2 separate regions of the Zea mays genome follow, and region 1 is linked to region 2. Evidence: chromatin contacts called from public Hi-C data. All regions are on one chromosome and are shown on one strand. Each heading gives the region's core, a stretch centred on a gene start, on an enhancer-like site or on the middle of the called end of the contact. The rest is flanking DNA. Distances are from core to core; before and after follow the strand shown.

Region 1 (4,780 bases), core at 537-3,036, 550 kb before region 2:
ATTATGACGGTAAAATACATGGACAGTTGGACACTAGACCAAATGTGCTAAGCTTTGGATCCAAATAGTAGACCTCACACAACATGTTAAATATATAGATGGAGGAATGGATGTGATAGGCCTAATTCAGAGAGAACATTTGAAAGAAACATACTAAATTTATAAACGCAATGGATAGTTCAAGCACTGGTTGCTGTTTCAAACATCAAGTCTACTTGAGTGAAGACAGAAAAAGGCATACCCAATCAACATGAGACTCAAAAGTTGCTGAGAAACTTGCATCCCCATTATTTAATTCCCATCTTTTCAAGGTACCATCACGACTCCCGCTAAAAAGGTAATCACTTGTACTAAATGTAGAACCATTTAGATAAGCCATGCAATTGATTCCTGCACAATGCTGAAAAACAAACAGAAATAAATGCATTAGCAAGACCGTTGAGTGAAATATGGATTGTTTCAAATGCATATAGAAGACCTAGGAACAGCTGGATTTAAAGGGAAAACACAGAAAGAGCTAACAACGGTCGCTTATTTTAATATATAACATACCTTTTTATCATCAGCATCATTGAGCACATATGTGAAGCGCTTCTCCTTTCTCGGTCGAGTCGAGCCAGCCGTGTTACCAGCACTTCCAACACGATGCATGGAAGAAACTTATCTAAATTCGAAGCAGCTAAACCTACAAAGTAATGATAAATATTTCATAAGGGCACTAAGATCACAAAATAGCTAGTATGGTTTCAGCAAGTATCTAATAGGAAAATTTGTGTATAGATACAGAAGGTCCAACATGTAGTAGTGTTATGCTGCAAAATCATGTGACCACCCTTCATGTGACACGCATGACTGCCCTTCGTGTGAAACGCGGCAACTGAGAAATCAAAATAACGGAAGGTAGACACTATGCCCCCCATATATTAATAAGAACACTCAATGCCAAAAACAACATTTCCTAAAATTTATCAGCAGAGAAAAATCACACGTGTATCCAAACAAACCAGTTAAACTACGGAATCGGGGGTATCAGTTCAATGAGCAGTTCAACGCAAAAGGCACATCAGTCTAAGTCTGTGTCTACAACACTGGCATCCCAATTAGAGAATCAGGTCAACATTCTACAACCGCTGCAACACTGGCTCACACGTGCGCCCAAGTAGGAAGCCGAGCACCATCCAAATAAAACTCGGCACCAATCAAGCCATTAATCGGTAACAGCGGTGATTCAAAACAGTGGAGATGGTTCGATCAGTTGTTTAAGGCTTTAAGCTGAACTAAGCAGCGTGACCACGGTACCCAGTCCACAGAAAGCAACCGATCGTCACCTGGGATCGAGCGACGTATGGAGATCGGCAGCGTGCCGGCGTCAGTACGCGGCCGCGGCCAGCGCGGGGGCGGGGAGCGCAGATCTAGGGTTTAAGGCGACGCGGCGTGGCCGAGGGTCCCGGAGGAGGGCACCGGAAGAGCGGAGCGTGCGGCGGCGAAGCGAGCGGCCTCCGCGACGCGATGGAAGCAGATGGGCGGCTGCAACAGCGGCGGCGGTAGTTGGCCGCGGCGAGTGGCTGACGCGACGGGACAGGGGAGGACGGGGTGGAGGAACCAAGGAAGGCAGGTTGTGTCGTGTAGTTGGCTATGACTGGGTGGGCCGGGCCGGGCCGGGCCCGGGGAAGCTTGAGTGACGTCACTTCGTGGTCTGGATGAACTTGAGCTCGTCTCGGCCGAGCTGGATGGGTTGGGTGTGCACGGGCCGGGACTCTGGTCAAGCAGAGGCTTGTTTGGTTGGAGCTCTTCCAAACATAACATTTTAGCCGCTACATACTCAGAATCGATGGCATGTAATGATGTCTGGCTCAGGCAACTATACCACTCTCACAACCAAATAAGCCCCAAATCATGAACTTCGGTGTCAGCTTGCTTCTGCTCCAACTGGACAATACCGAAACGGAGAGCGAGGTAGGGATGGCAACGGAGCTCTTTGTCAACGGAACGGAAAAATCACAGGAATTCTATGAACATTTGTGAGGGACGTTTCTTCTTCATTCTTGTTTTCTTTCTTCTTCATTCTTGTTTTTCTATTGGCGTGTTTGGTTGTCGAGCCGTTCAGGCTCACCAAATGTGTTGGCAGCATACGTGCTTGTGATTGGTTACCGGTATGCATCGATGCAAGCTCGCACACGCACATGTAACCCAGTTACTTTTCTCAACTTTAGGGATTCCATGCAGCCCAGTTACTTTTCTAACTTTAGGGGATTTTTGGAACGTATATTTCAAAAAACTATAGGAATAGAAAAGACACATGTATAAGATTGGAATGCATATGCAGAATAGATGAATGAAAAAACAAAGAAAGCTTGTAGGAATAGGTGTTTGGCTGAACTGCAGAAGAAACACAGGAAACCAAAACATGAGGTATGAGTGGATTTTTTTCCAATGGTTTTCCTATCAAATTAAACACAAAGGAAAGTTTCTTCTGAGGCCATTATCATCTCTAAGGGTTGTTTGGTGACTAGAGAAGTAAAAGGATCCATGAGAAGAATTCTTTTGCTATTCAATTAAATAATAAGGGGATTCCTCCATTTATCTGGTCACGAAATCAGCCCTAAAGCGGAGCTATATTAATCACTAATCAGGGATGAAAAAACAAACGAACAATTATATAATCCCTTTTTTGAAAAGAAAATGTGTATGCAACTTTTCGCTTTTTTCAAAAGTTATAATGTTTATATGCATAAGTTCTGTGTATAGCATTTTGTCATTTTGTGTAACAAAACATGTCATCACAACTTTTTAGAAAACTGTAATTTATACTCGTAACATTATGAAAGCATATAATTTGTGCTAACATTACGATCCTGGGGAGGGAAGGAGTCGACAACTATAGCAACGTGAGTGTGGGGAGGAGAAGGGGGCAGCGGTGTCGCTTGGAGGCTGGGGTCGTCAGGTCACAGAGGGAGTCATGGAGGATGAGAGATGATCTAAGGTTATGTTTGGATCCAAGTTTTTTTAATTGGTTTCTAGAAACCGACTTTTAGAAGGAAAAAAGATTATGATAAGGTATTTGGATCCACCTAGATTCTTATAAACTAGTTTTACCTGGAGAGACCAACTTCTTGTTTTCTAAGAAACTAATTTTTTGAAACTGAATAAAAAACTGATATGTTTGGAGACTTTTCTGGTTTTTTTTAAAAAAATCGGTTTCTAAGAAACTAGGTGGATCCAAACAAGGCCTAAATAATATTATTCATTAGTTTTGAGAAAGTAAAAGAGATGAGTTATCCAACGATCTAAACTATTGATTTTTGCGGTGTTAAGTTTAACCGCAATTTGTTTGATGGATTTAGTGCAGGTTACAGATGTGTGAGTAATTTGGTTGGATGAGTTTTGCAAAGTTTAAAGGCTTGTTCGGTTAGGAGTGGATTAAGTGGAATTAGAAGAGATTAAATTCACTCATGTTCATATTTAAATAGAATGTCATTTAATCTTCTTCGGTCCAGACGTAACCGAAAGCCCTAAAGTAGTTAATTACATAGAGTTATAGATATAAATATAAATATATAATATACTAAGCAAAACGTTATTCAATAATTTTCTACGACAACTTTTGGTAGAGTCAATTACCAATTTTATTAGAGCATCTCTAAGAGACTAGCTAAATAGCTTGTCAAACTAAATTTTAGCTACTTAATAGCAAAATAGCTCTCCAACAGGCTAGCCATTTAATTTGACAATCTATCCGGCTCTCTAAATTGACTCTCTCACTAGCTAAATTTGGCTAGCAAATCTCGCTAGCCAAGCTAACTTGCATGTTGGAGATGCTCTTACAACTTTTTCACATTGTTTTATCTACTTTTGTATTCGTAACTATTAGCAGACAGATCTCCCCTAACAACTTCTCAATATAATTATGTATGTTTTTATAGGATATTTTTTTGAATATTATAACTTGTGTATATAAGATATTTCTTGTCCAATGGTTTTTTTACGTAACTTATTTAGGTCCAACTTCTAGATCAAAAAACTAGTCTCTATCCTAAAATATACCACGTGATTGGTTTGCATGCTCTATTGGAGCGATCTCGTGGTGGCCTGGATGGCTAGCGATGTCAGATTTCTATTTCCCCGCGCATGCAAGCGAGCAGATAAAAATGTGCCTAGGTTGCAGCAGCGCGTACAGGCCAGACTCGTGCTCCCGCAGGCAACCAATCACTGGCTCACACACGGTCAACGCATGCGGCTGACATGAATATGGCGAGCAGGGTAACCAATCACGTGGATAGTGTATTCACACAATACTTAATATATTATATATATATATATATATATCTAAATTTATCATCATCTATATAAATATAAACATAAAAACAAAAGCTAAACCGGTTATTACTTTAAAACGAAGGGACTGTATAGATCGTATATGAAAAGTAAAAAAGTTGTAACTACTAGAGCGACTCGCTTCAACTCCTACGGTTGTTCTTGACAAAGTATTTCCTCTATTTTTTATGTTCTAAAATATATTTTTCTAACATATTTTTTCGTGCACATTCATTTAAATGATAATGAATATAAATATAAGTACAACTACATTTATGTGCCACTTAATGAAGATTATATTTTAGAACGGATTGAGTATATCATATTAAATTTATCCTAAAAATATTTATATATTTGACTACCTATTTAAAAATAGAGAGACTCGTGACATAATGTTTATGACTTTTCCACTGAGAAAATATACGGTTCATATATTGTAAAACTAAGTGTATTTCTTAATTAAGTG
Region 2 (4,488 bases), core at 618-3,117:
AAGCTAGTTCAAGACTACCTTACCCGAAAGGGCAAGGGCAGTAGGGGAGTAGGGGTGTAGGGAGGTTTCCGGGTTGATTTTGCTGTGATGGCGGTCAGACGGGGGATTACTGCATTGCTCTTCCTAGAACTGTAGCGGGTTTTCGGAAGCTAGTGGAACTTTGTAAAGGCCTCGTAGTGTTACCCTGCCTCGCTTCCTTGGTAGAGGTGTATGGGCCCGTACAACCCCGTGGCAGATGTGTAACATGACTTGTGGGTAAAGGGTACCGCCTATGCAGAGTGTAAAACTGGTATACTAGCCGAGCTCGTGGTCATGAGCAGCTCAAGACTCTTGCATGATTAATTTATGAAATTTAATTCAATTTGTCATTTGCATCGCCTTGTGGTTTACTATTATTTTTGATCTATTATTACTCTGGTTTGGTATCTACTTATACTTAGTAACTGCTAATAAAATTTTGACCAACTTTAAAAGCAATACTCAACTTTAACCATCCTCTTGGGTAAGCCTTATACTTCACATTAGCTCCCACCTGTGGCGAGTTCATGCAAATTATTCTCCACGACTTATCGAGCGATAAATGCATGTGAGCTCACCCTTGCTGTCTCATAACCCCAGGTCAAGAACAGGTACCGCAGGATGAGACACATGAATGATGCTGCGATGAGTTCGTGAGTGGTCTAGGCCGTCGTCTCCCAGTCAACTGTGGTTGCTGGATCGTTGTCTTCGTATGATGTAAATATTTAACTATCTTGTATAGAACTCCTATTATATAGTAAAGATGTGATGTTCGTTTCTGTACCATGATTCATCATATGTGTAAGACTTGGTCCTAGCATACTTGGTGATTATGCTCACGTCTGCGTCCCTAAAACCCGGGTGTGATACTTTTTTGCACTATTTTTGCACGGTGTGGTAGCGTGGGCCCACATTAATTTTTTAATAGATTACTAGGCATGTGCCCGTGCGTTGCTACGAGCCGGGAGAGCGTGGGAGCGGTGCCTAGACTACAAATATAATTATTGTTTATTTCTAAACACTAATGTATGTGTGGTCTGATGGTTAGCCCCAAGTTTATGGAATAGAGAGTGAGTTGGAATGCTCGCTTTGCACTATTTTTTGCGGACGCTAGGTGTGGTGAGGGTGAAGCTGTGTAGCACAAGGTGGCCATATTAGGTTCTTAATAGAGTAGTATATATAAGAGAATCTCCAAGAGGTCCCAGAAAATGACTCCTCAAAGTCAGTCTTAAGGGACATCTAAATAATTAGTGTAGGTAGATTTTAATCATTTCTCCAACAGACCTCTTAAAGCGGCAGATTGTTTCCGGGAAGCCCAAAAAACCCTTTATTTGTAGCTACAAATGAGGGAGTTTTAAGGGTTATAAAAAGTTGGGAGCGCTTTAGAGAAACTGTTAGAGACATGTTTTTGTATTTTTTTTCCAAAAAACTAGATTTAGGGGAGACTTTTGGGGAGCTTTTTAGTGTGTTTGGTTTGTGGAGTCACTCTATACTTCATGAGGTGATGCATCATAAGTTCATTCCATCAATTTTGGTGGAATCAACCCACTCCTCATCTATATACTAATTATTAGCTTATGAGGAATGAGGTGGTGATGGATGAACCCATTCTATTCCACAAACCAAATAAAAAAGTGAGGAGTGAGAAGAAATGGATCACTCCATTCCTCAAACCGAACACACTATTTGTAGATGCTCTAAGTATAGAGAGTGCCCTAAAACCGACGTGTCCAATCAAATTCTTCCTGTTGGGCCGGACCGCCCCACCATACAAGAGTCGGACCTCACGTGCTTCATTCATGGGCCTTCCTTTTTCCTTTTGGACCCTATAGTGGTATTTCTCATTCCAAAACAGGCGTGGCTATGGCTAAACCCTAAACCCGCGACCGCACTGGCCTTTCCTCCCGCCGGCGATCACCGAAGCCAACCATGGCCGCCACCGTCGCCTCCGAGCACTCCATCGATCGCAAGCTCTCCGCGCTCGTGGAGCAAGCTCGGCCGAGCGCGGCGGCCATGCTCGCCGCCGCCGAGGCCGTTGACGCCGTCGCGGAGCTCATCAAGAGGGTGCCACAGCAGCAAGCGACGCCGGAGGCCGCGCGGGGTTTTTTGAGGGACCTGGGACTGGAAACCGAGAAGCTTTCCTTCACCTTCCGTCCGCCGGAGGTGGTGCGTCTCGCCGGGAGCCACGCGGCCGGCGCGGTCGCGAGGCCCGAAGTCGCTGCCGACCTCCTCGTACGCTTGCCAAAGGTATGCGGCGTTCTTCGCATTCGCCTCATCGCCTGCTTGATTCACTCCCAGTAACTTGTTTTGTATTACCGTCAACAGAGGAGTTGTTTATTTTTCATGGGATTCTTTGCCGTGGTTATGCCACTGTGGCAGATGGGCGATGTCCATTCTACATTCCAAATTTCTAGCGTTATGTTTATACCTTTCAGGATTGTCATCTGATAAAGAATGTATGCTTTCCGGTTAAAACAACAATGTCATCGTAGTGGTTACGTTATTGTCCAACGCACAGCTTGTTCGTTAAACATTTTCTTTCTGTTTACTTCAGTTGATATGAAGCCTTTGTTCTTGTTTATTTTTGCTTGGTACAATGTGCCTGCTGTCAAACAAATCCCAGCGGTAGAGGTGCTTATATTCGATTGTACTTCTTATACTCAAATAAACTGAAGGGAAAGTGTTGTTGGGAAGTATGGATTTTCTCTACGTTTACTCTAGGTGACACTAGTTTTCCTTCTTCACAAACATTTAGTTTTATTTGATTGACATATATCTGCTGAGCTATGCTAAATTGTTCAATCAAATCTTCTCAGCAAAATATTGTTTGTTAGAAAGATTATAAGTAGAATAAGTGATGCCTCAATGTTCAATCAAGGTAACTTCCTTTTATCAATCTTTTCTTTTTCCAAAAAGAGTTCTCTCAGCAACTAGTTTGGTACAACTGCTGGTCTGCTGGGGTGACCAGCTTACAAAGACTGGTCCTTAACAAAAGAAATCATCTGAATATCCTATTACAAAAAAGATTCAAATTTCACCAATGTCATTTGAAACAGAATTAACATGTTAGGGCTGTGAAGATGCCTAACATGGAATGCACCATTCAGAATTCATAAGTCTCTGGGTAGTGGGTATTCTAATGGAAAATGAGCTTGCTATGGTTACCAAGAGGATTCTTCTCATGCTTTTATCTTGCTTTCCAACTAGAATCAAGACTGCTGTTTTTGGAAGCGATTAAACAGAATTTTGGTTTTAGATTGTTGTGTGATTTGCTTTGTATGCATTTACTACAGGAATGCTTCCACGAGAAGGATTTCCTAAATCACCGGTACCATGCAAAGAGGTGTCTTTACCTCTGTGTCGTCGAGAAAAACTTGAGGTGCTCTAAATTAATCCGCAAAGTTTCATGGTCTACCCTCCAAGATGAGGCTCGAAAGCCCGTGCTTCATGTATATCCAGGTTATTCTTCTATCAACCTTCCCCTTTTTTCACATCATTGGCGCACTCGAATCTGATATTTCCAATGTTTTCAAGTCGGACGACTTGCTAGTCGTTCTGGCTGGCCGACTTGGGCGATTAATCGCGATTAATCACAATTAGTCGGACGACTTGGTAATTAATCGCGATTGTTCCAAACCGACTTGGACGATTAATTGCGACTAATCATGATTAATAGGGACGACTTGAAAACATTGGATACTTCTGCAAGTGACATTTTTGTCATTTTGCTCCCCTCATTCTTTTAACTTCCATTCCATTGGTGCAGCGACCGAAATTGTAGACCTTCCTGGATTCCATGTAAGAATAATCCCAACTGCGGATTCTTTGTTCAACGTTTCAAAGTTGAATGTATCAACAAGAAATAATGTCCGTGCATATACAAAAGGTAATACAACTGATTTACATATGTTCAATTCCATTGTGATGCTAATAAGCTTTCTTGTTCTTTGAAACTAGTGTCGTTGTACCGTACTTTTGTCCTTTAGCATAGTTATATAATTTTTTCTTTGAAACTTTGCTGATTGGATATGCATTTCAGATGGTGTAAACCTACCCACACCAAAGTATAATTGTAGCATATTGGAGGATATGTTTTTGGAGGAAAATGCAAACTTTATTAGTAGCACCTTTGCTAACTGGAAAGCTTTGCAAGAGGCCTTGGTGTTGGTAAAGGTATACTTCACCTAAACTATAGTTGGTTATGCTTGTAGATGTGTTATATTCCAGTTTAAAGCAGCCTAATGTTTAATTGAAATGTAGGTTTGGGCACGTCAAAGAACTTCAATATACACACATGATTGTCTCAATGGATACTTAATTTCTGCCATCCTTGTGTTTCTTACTGTGGACTCTGGAGGAAGCATGATTACTAGATCAATGACCACAAGACAAATTTTCCGTGTATTGATGAATTTTTTGGGTACATCCATGCAATAAAAATTTGTTTTTTCTAGGGATATTTGACCATGT

Evidence for each region. A called contact is a pair of places that touch in the nucleus more often than the background predicts.
Region 1: a Hi-C map of ear shows a contact between it and region 2, with 4 times the contacts expected there. The contact joins the promoter of LOC103650664 here to the promoter of LOC100280396 in region 2. A contact is called at or near these places in 3 of 25 Hi-C or Micro-C datasets (ear and leaf).

What each region holds. Positions count from the first base shown.
Region 1 is chr3:144,005,337-144,010,116 of Zm-B73-REFERENCE-NAM-5.0, reverse strand. It overlaps LOC103650664 (WD repeat-containing protein 48), which reads right to left and starts at 1,786. Exons shown (of 19, transcript XR_004857203.1): 1 at 1,329-1,786; 2 at 553-685; 3 at 242-400.
Region 2 is chr3:143,458,575-143,463,062 of Zm-B73-REFERENCE-NAM-5.0, reverse strand. It overlaps LOC100280396, which reads left to right and starts at 1,867. Exons shown (of 25, transcript NM_001348338.1): 1 at 1,867-2,265; 2 at 3,312-3,477; 3 at 3,785-3,904; 4 at 4,058-4,191; 5 at 4,279-4,438. The coding sequence starts at 1,948.